Linked DNA regions of Sus scrofa: all the other regions are linked to region 2. A link is a contact called in public Hi-C and HiChIP or PLAC-seq data. All regions are on one chromosome and are shown on one strand. Each heading gives the region's core, a stretch centred on a gene start, on an enhancer-like site or on the middle of the called end of the contact. The rest is flanking DNA. Distances are from core to core; before and after follow the strand shown. Region 1 holds the start of TYROBP (TYRO protein tyrosine kinase binding protein). Region 2 holds the start of UPK1A (uroplakin 1A). Region 3 holds the start of LRFN3 (leucine-rich repeat and fibronectin type-III domain-containing protein 3).

What was found. A called contact is a pair of places that touch in the nucleus more often than the background predicts. HiChIP or PLAC-seq counts read pairs in DNA pulled down with a chosen protein or histone mark.
Region 1: a contact with region 2 is called in an H3K27ac HiChIP or PLAC-seq map of alveolar macrophages. The contact joins the promoter of TYROBP here to the promoter of UPK1A in region 2. A contact is called at or near these places in 1 of 5 promoter capture datasets (fetal skeletal muscle), 1 of 47 Hi-C or Micro-C datasets (epiblast stem cells) and 1 of 2 datasets of contacts at active chromatin or transcription factors (alveolar macrophages).
Region 3: a contact with region 2 is called in a Hi-C map of alveolar macrophages, with 1.9 times the contacts expected there. The contact joins the promoter of LRFN3 here to the promoter of UPK1A in region 2. A contact is called at or near these places in 7 of 47 Hi-C or Micro-C datasets (alveolar macrophages, embryonic fibroblasts, heart right ventricle and 3 more).

What each region holds. Positions count from the first base shown.
Region 1 is chr6:45,311,076-45,313,775 of Sscrofa11.1, reverse strand. It overlaps TYROBP (TYRO protein tyrosine kinase binding protein), which reads left to right and starts at 1,290. Exons shown (of 5, transcript NM_214202.1): 1 at 1,290-1,366; 2 at 1,742-1,768; 3 at 1,917-2,051; 4 at 2,232-2,275. The coding sequence starts at 1,312.
Region 2 is chr6:45,103,692-45,106,391 of Sscrofa11.1, reverse strand. It overlaps UPK1A (uroplakin 1A), which reads right to left and starts at 1,274. Exons shown (of 7, transcript NM_001123211.1): 1 at 1,194-1,274. The coding sequence starts at 1,274.
Region 3 is chr6:45,342,421-45,345,120 of Sscrofa11.1, reverse strand. It overlaps LRFN3 (leucine-rich repeat and fibronectin type-III domain-containing protein 3), which reads right to left and starts at 1,275. Exons shown (of 4, transcript XM_003481830.4): 1 at 204-1,275.

The DNA.
Region 1 (2,700 bases), core at 41-2,540, 210 kb before region 2:
GGCCGTGTGCAGCCCTGTCTCGGCCTGTTCCTCTCCTCTTTCTCTGCCTCGCCTCGGCTCTCTCCTTCCCGATCTTCCCTTTTCCCCTACTCCTTTCCGAGGGTCAAATGTCTGTTTTTAGCTGCTGGGTTCCAGTTCCACCTTTATTTGCTGTGTCACCTTCGGCAAGTATCTTTCTTTCTGTAAAATGGGGGTAAGAGCCTGTGCCTCAGACGGTGCTGTTGGGGGTTAAAAGCCTTAATGCCTGGGACAGAGTGCCTGCACCTCTTTAGCACCTGTATCTCTCTCTCTCTTCTTTTTTGTCTTTATAGGGCCCCACCTACGGCTAGGGGTCAAATTGGAGCTGCAGCTACGGGTCTAAACCACAGCCACGGCAATGTAGGAGCCGAGCTGTGTCTGTGACCTGTGACGCAGCTTGTGGCAACGCTGGAGCCTTTAACCCACTGAACGAGGCGAGGCCAGGGATTGAACACATATCCTCATGGATACTAGACGGGTTCTTAATCTGCTGAGCCACGACAGGAACTCCCTAATGGTTCTCCTTTAATATGCTATGAACATTCCAAATAATTGTAATGGGTGCTTATAAAAAGCTGACAAGGGAGCTCCCTTCGGGGCTCAGCGGTTAACAAACCCAACTAGGATCCACAAGGAATCGGGTTTGATCCCTGGCCTCGCTCAGTGAGTTAAGGATCCAGCATTGCCATGAGCTGTGGTGTAGTTCCAGACTCAGCTCGGATCTGGTGTGCTGTGGTGTAGGCCGGCAGCTGGAGCTTCGATTCAACTTCCATATGCCGCGGGTGCAACCCTAAAAAGCAAAAAAATAAAAATAAAAATGAAGAGCTGACAAGTGTCAGACCCTGTTCTAGAAATATTCATCCATTTGATCCCTACAGCACCCTACAAAGTAGGTACTGCTTTACTTCTCATCTTACAGATGAGGAAACTGAGGCCCAGAGGGGTTGAGTGACGGATTCAAGGTCGTCCAGCCCGGAAGAGGCAGCGATAGCCTCAGTCAGAGTCAGCCATCGAGGCTCCTGGTACAGTGATGTCTGAGCCTTGTTTGGGGATGGAGCTCAAGTTGACCCACGCACCTTTGACCTTTCATTCCAGCTGTTAGCGGCTGCAGCACGGCCTCTGGGGTGTCCGGGCCTGATTCTTTGTGGTATTATATGTCTCTGTTCCTCCTCCCCCATTGTCCCCTCCTCCCTTCTGCCACCGCCCACCTCAGACTTCCTCCTTTACTTGGTTGGACACTACGCCACATCCCACTGGCCTTGGACTGTGGTGTCCAGCAGCGTCATCTGCATCATGGGGCGCCTCGGACCCTCCAATGGACTCCTGCCTCTCCTCCTGGCTGTGGGTGGTGAGTTGGGGGCCTCTGACGCTCCCGGGCTCAGCTTGGGGCAGGACAGGGAACAGGGTGGGAAGAGAAAAGCAAAGGGGTGGGGAGCGGGGTGGACCCAGCAGATTCCCCAGCCCCCCACACCCTATGGGTCTCTCTCAGAGCCTGCGCCCCTGAGATTGGGCCTCTGGCAGAAGCAGAGGGAGGGCACTCTAAGATGTTGCAACAGGAAAAGCCGATGTAGAAGTAACACAGTCCAGCGGCTTGGATGCTGGCCCACAGGTCCCACCGGACCTTGCTGTCCACCCTTGCCTCCTGGCTGTCAGGAACCCCCCTCCCCCAGCCTCTATGCCCACCAGCCCTGTGTCTCAGTTTACCTTCTTTTTCTCTCCTCAGGTTTCAGCCTTGTCCAGGCCCAGAGAGGTAGGCCAGTCCCCCCTCCCGACCCCCCCCCCCGCCCGAGACCACCCCATCTCTGTCCCTTCCCCAGTCTCCCCCTGATGACTGACACCTCCTCCCAATGCCCTACTCCCACGGACCTCCCCTCACCCCCATGCCCCATCCATTCCAGAATGCAGCTGCTCCGCCGTGAGCCCCGGCATCCTGGCGGGGATCGTGCTGGGGGATCTGGTGCTGACCCTCCTCATCGCCCTGGCTGTGTACTCCCTGGGTCGGCTGGTCCCTCGGACACGTGGGGCCGTGGACGGTGAGTGGGGCCGCCAGAGGATGGCCTGGGACCCTCTGAGGACCTGCCTGGTGGGGAGGGGGTATGGCTCCCGAGTCACAAGCATCCAAGGGGGGTGATGGAGGGGCTGGTTCTGTCACAATGTGGTGCTCCTGATTCTCACCCTGTGTCTGCACTCTGCTGCTCCCCACCCCTAAGCAGTGACCCGGAAACAACACATCGCTGAGACAGAGTCTGCTTATCAGGTGAGGAAACCAGCTTCTCTTTCTCATAGCTCACTCCTCTCCTGGGGGTGTCCATCTGGAGTACCCCTCCCCCAGGCCCTGCAGAACCTAGACCCGAAAGCCCCTTTCGCAGCACCCCTTAAATGCTTGAAGACCAAGCATCCAGAATGCTTTCAGTGATCGTTCATGACCTTATGCTCGGCTTACAATGTGTGGAGGGGACATACAGGAATGGTTGGCCTCAGTCCGAAGGCAGGCTCTGAATTGTTCTGGAAAAGCCCAGCCCAGGACAGGCTGATGTCCTGGAGAAGTCCTCCTAAGGGCAGAGGATAGAATTCAGCCTAGTTTGGTGACTCCAAAAAGAAACATTCTAGAGTTTGGAGGGGAGGAGTTTGCATCCCTTCGAGACACTATCCAAATCTAAAGACTCCTTTGAAGAATCCACA
Region 2 (2,700 bases), core at 25-2,524:
AGGACCTGGTGCTGTCACTTTTGTGGCTCAGGTTCAGTCCCTGACCCGGGAACTTCTGCATGCCACCAGTGTGGCATATATATATATATATATGGCATATATATATATAAAATGAGAAACTAAAAATCTGGCTACCTATAGTGATGGAGAACAAGGTGAGAAGGTGAGAGGAAGACCTCAGCGGATACCTTTGCCAAAAATCAGACTACCAGTCATAGAGTACTTACTGTCTGCCAGTCATTGGTCCTTGAAACTGCTTTCTGTGCACTAACCACTGTTGTTACCAGCTGTCCTGACTAGTGCTGTGGCCACTGCAGAGAGCAACCATGTGTGCCAAACTCTGGCCAAAGCACAAATCCACTAACTCATTTTCTCCTCTCAGCACGCCTACTGTATCTCCATCTTACAGATGAGGACACTGAGGCTCCAGGTCCTACAATAGAAGGTGACAAAGCTGAGATTTGAACCCAGGTTTTCTGGCTCCGGAGCCAGGTACAAGAATCACATACTTGGAGTTCCCATCGTGGCTCAGCGGTTAACGAATCCAACTAGGAACCATGAGGTTGCGGGTTCCATCCCTGGCCTTGCTCAGTGGGTGAAGGATCCGGCATTGTGGTGAGCTGTGGTGTAGGTCGAAGACGCAGCTCGGATCCTGCGTTGCTGTGGCTGTGGCATAGGCTGGTGGCTACGGCTCCGATTAGACCCCTAGCCTGGGAATCTCCATATGCCACGGGAGCGGCCCAAGAAAATGGCAAAAAGACCAAAAAAGAAAAAGAAAAAAAAAAAAAAAAGACAAAAAGAATCACAAAATTAAAAGGCATTGTTATTATTCATTACTGTGGGCCCCCTGTGTGCCAAGCAGGCATGTCAGGTCCAGATCACACTCATGATGATATCTGGCCCTTGTCAAGCACTTTTTCGGAGCTGAGGGTCATACGTGGACTAATCCACACAACAATGCCCAGAGTGAGTACATGATAGATGGGGAAATAGGCAGAGAGAAGTCAGATCACTTGCTCAAGATCACACCGCTGGGGAGAGGAATAGCTGGGATTTTCTGACCTGAGAGCCAGATGGCATTGGCCATCGGGGGAATCCTGGGCCCCCAGCCACCCGACTCCCAGCCTCAGGACCACCCCCTCCTTCTCACCCTCACAGTGGGCTCCCGGCAAAGGTGTGGGGGGGTGTCTCACCAGAATAATGATGTTGCCCACGACCAGCAGACCCACCACAACCGGAGACCCCTTCTCCCCCTCTGCTGCCGCAGAAGCCATCGTCCTGCCTGGGACACCGGAGCAGGGGTGAGGTCAGGGAGAGGCCAAGAAGGGAGGGAGGGCCCAGCCGGACCCACTGCTCCCCTTCCGTATCCCAGCTAACAGGGGCTGCTCTCAGCTTTCTGCTGGGCCCAGGCTGGTAGCCAGTGTGCCCAGCCTCCCGCAACGCTGACAGTGGGCCATTTTACAGAAGAGGAAACAGAGGCTCAGGTGGAGCAGTCACCAGCCAGAGCTCAGGGCTGGCCTTCCCTGAGCCTCAGACCCCCTCAACTCCCCATGCCCATGCAGAGTGCCAGCACCCCTTCCTCACCTTCTCCGCCAGGAGCCTCTCTGGGTGGCCCCTCCCACAGTGGCTCCCTATATATGCCCAGGCCCCTCCTTGGGCCAGTTTCCTGGAAGCGAGGAGGGGGTCCTGACCAGGGGATGAGAGGAGAGCGGGCTGACCAGTAGAGAACAGCTTTATGAGGCACCCTCTCCCTGCAAGTGATTTATAGACCTGAAATTCCAGATTGTGCTATCTATTTGGCAGGGTGAAGTGCAGTGACCTCTGGTCCCCAGTCTGTCAGGGTGGAGGGGGCGGTGTAGGAGGGTGAATGTCCCGGTTTCCCCTCCCCCTCCCCCCCACCAGTGTCTCTCCTTAGGACTAGAGCCTTCCTGGAGGGCGAGGAGAGATCGAAGTCAAACCCACACTTGACTCCTGAAGCCTAGAACTGCCTCCTTGGCTGGGGGATCTAGCCTCTCCAAGACCGGGAGGCCAGCAGAGGAGGGCGGCTGGAGGAGGCAGGGATTTGGGGGAGGGAGGCATGTGGGACGGATGCTTGGAATGTTGATGCTCGGGCTCTGGGTTGAGGAGGAGAATGGAAGTAGGGGGCTGTGTGAGAGAATTTTGAGAAGAGTTCAAGGAGCAAAGGGTGGGGGCGGGGGAGTGTGCTAGAAAAAGGGACTGAACGGGCCTGGTGGGAGAAAAGTGCCCCCCACCACCACACACGCGACGCATGGACAAAGCAGGGTCACAGCAAGGAGCTGTGGGTGGGAGTGTCTTCATTCTGTGGAATCAAAGAGGCCTAGGTTCAAATCCCAGTTCCACCTACTCCGTACAGCGGGACCTGGTCTGTGCATTAGCTCATCTGCAGAATGGGTACCATCAGATCATTTTCCAGGTCAGTGGTGGGAACGGAGTGCAGAGACGTCTGCAAAGTATGTCTTCTGGCCGCGGGTGCAGCTCGAGGCTTCACCTCACCAGCTGCGCAGCCAAGAGGCCCAAGGTCCCTCTAATGCTGCCCTCTAGCGGCACAAGGCTGATTCCGCAGGCGAAGATGGTTGGCTTGTTCCCCAGAACTCCTCAGACCTCAGGACTAGGCATTTGCTGCACTTTCTCTCTGGGCCTTGGTTCTCCCAGTGTGTGAGAAATGGGAAAACAAATGAA
Region 3 (2,700 bases), core at 26-2,525, 240 kb before region 2:
GCAGGGAGGGGCAGGGCTGGCCAAATGTCCGGAGTGTTCGAGGCAGAGCAGGAGTTGGAGGCAGACCCTTGTGAGTGGATACACCTGCCTCCTGCAGAAACTCCAAAGGGTGCCCAGGGAGACCTGGTCCTCCTCACCTCCACCCCCAGCCACAAAGTTCCTCCCAAGTCCCTCCCCTCCAGAGGGTCTCTCAGTAGCCTTACCTGAGCTGGAAGCTGCCCCAGGGAGCAAAGTCCTCAAGCTCCAAGGGGGTCAGGGGTCAGGGCTCTGGAGGGGGTGCCTGGTCATGCCTTCCTTGTCCCCAAGGCCTCTGTAGAGGGACTATCTGTTGGTGTCTCAGCTCAGACTTGTGGCCACAGTGTCTGCAGACCTTAACGCTTTGAGTCCTAGATCTCCAAATATTGGGCCTCTAAGGGTCCAACCCAGTTTGGGTTGCTCAGTCAGGGTCTCCCAGCTCTGGTCTTGAGAGGCTAAACAGTCATATGCAGAGTTTAAGGTCTGAGTCGCAGGCCCAGTCTTGGAATCTGATACTGGGGTGCTCAGTTGATATTGGGGTGCTGAGTCAAGATTTGCCCCAAATCTCAGCATTCAGGTTTGCAGCAAGGACTTCAGGCCCAAACTCAGCTTTAGGCCCTGTGGAATGCCAGGGTTCAGATCTTGGAATCTGAGGCCTAAATCTCAGGGTTCAGGTTCTAAATAGTGGGTTCCAGGGTATAAGCATGAGAATCCAGTCCCAGATTTCAAGGTCCCAGGCACAGAACTCAGAGTTCAGCTCCAGATTTGGGGTTTGAGATGCCAGATCTTGAGGTTCAAGCTCCAAATCTTGGGGTCCATATTCCAATTCTTGGGGTTCAGGTTCCAAATCAGCCCCAGAGACTGATGCTGGGATTTCAGCCCCAGATATTGATGTTCAGGCTCCAGGTGTTGGGGTTTCAGCCCCAAATCAGGCTCCCAGGCTCGGGTTTCCAGATCTCCGGATCCAATCTCGGGGTGCAGGCCCCCGATTTCACGATGCAGGCCCTGGATCTGAGGCGGCGGCGTCCTGACTTGCTTCCTGGGCTGCAGCGGGGGCTGGCCCAGAGGCAGGGGGGCGGCTGCGGTGGGTGGGGGGGCGGCCAGGCAGCCCCGGGGGCCGGGGTGGGGCGAGGCCCGGCGCAGACAGACGGACAGACGGAGACACGCGGTGTAGGGGCACCGCAGCAGAGGCGGGGGCGCAGGGGGGAGGGGCCGCGCTCAGAGACCCCTCCCCCGCCAGGGCCGGGGCGGGGGCCGGGCGGGGGCCGGGCAGGCGGGCCGGGTCCGGGCGCTCCCGCGGCCTCCTCGCCGGGAACCCAGGGCCGTGCGCGCACCCGCGCTTAAAGGCGCAGGCCCCGCGCGCGCCCGCACTTAAAGGTGTAGGCAGGTCCCCGCTCTCAAAGGCGCGCCCCTGGCCCCACCTCTTATGGAGTCGTCCTAGCTTTGCTTGGGAGACAGAACCCTTGGATAAAGAGAGAGTCAGAGAGATACAGAGACTGAGAGAGACAGACAGACAGAGATAAAGACAGAGACAAAAAATAGGCAGGCTTAGATTGAGGGACAGAGAGTAGAATGAGAGAGGCAGATAGAGAAATAGAAAGATATATTCAAGGAGAGATGGAAATACAAAGACAGGGAGTGACCCGGAACGAAAAAGAGAGACAAGAGACAGTACAAGTTAGAGACAGACAAAGAGACGTAGAAGAAGTCAAAGAGACAAAGTCGCGGGGAGAGAGAGACAGAGACAGACTGAGCTGGGGCACATGTGTGTACATGTGTACCCAGTTCTCAATCACAGCCTTGAATGTGGTTCTCCATCCCAGAGGCACCCCCTCCCGGTCTGTCTCCTTCTGTGCCTCTGTCTCAGCACCACCTCCCAGGATGCCCTTCCCACAGATGGAGTTTCCTTATTGGACCTTGCCCATCATCAAGGCTGATCTTGCAGCCAGAGCAGAGCCTTTGCTCCTTCCCAAGTCTCCTTGCTCTGGCTGCAAGGGGAAAACTTGCCTCCAAGACTTTGTGCCCTCTGGAATTAGAGTTATACCTCAAGGCACACTGGCCAGATAACCCATGGAGAAGAAGATAAGAATTGGGGCAGAGGAGTTCCTGTTGTGGCTCAGGGGTAACAAACCCGACTAGTATCCATGAAGATGTGGGTTCGATCCCTGGCCCTGCTCATTGGGTTAAGGATCTGGTGTTGCTGTGAGCTGCAGTGAGCTACAGTGTATGTTGCTGACGCGGCTCAGGTTTGCTGTTGTTTGGCTGTGGTGTAGGCCGGCAGCTGCAGCTCTGATTTGACCCCTAGCCTGGGTCACTTCCATATGCCGTGGGCGTGGTCCTAAAAAGACAAAAAAAAAAAAAAAAAAAAATTGGACAGAGACAGGGGGCTGACCGAGTTGACCCCGAAAAGTATGTCCACAGCCTTCCCCTCTTCCTAGCTCAGGTCTACTATCCCACAGAGTAGCCTATTAGAATTGTACTAACACATGACTCACCAGGAGTGGTGTCTGCCTGTGCTGATGCTTGGAGGATAGTGGAGGGGAGGATGAGGGAGGGGGCCCCACATGTTTCCTGGCAGATGGTGTGGCAGGAAGAGGGATGTGAGCTATGGTCTACAAGCCTGGCCTTGGAACTTGGTTATAGCACTATGGGGAACATAGTCTTTTGGGAGCCCTGGTCTGGAGG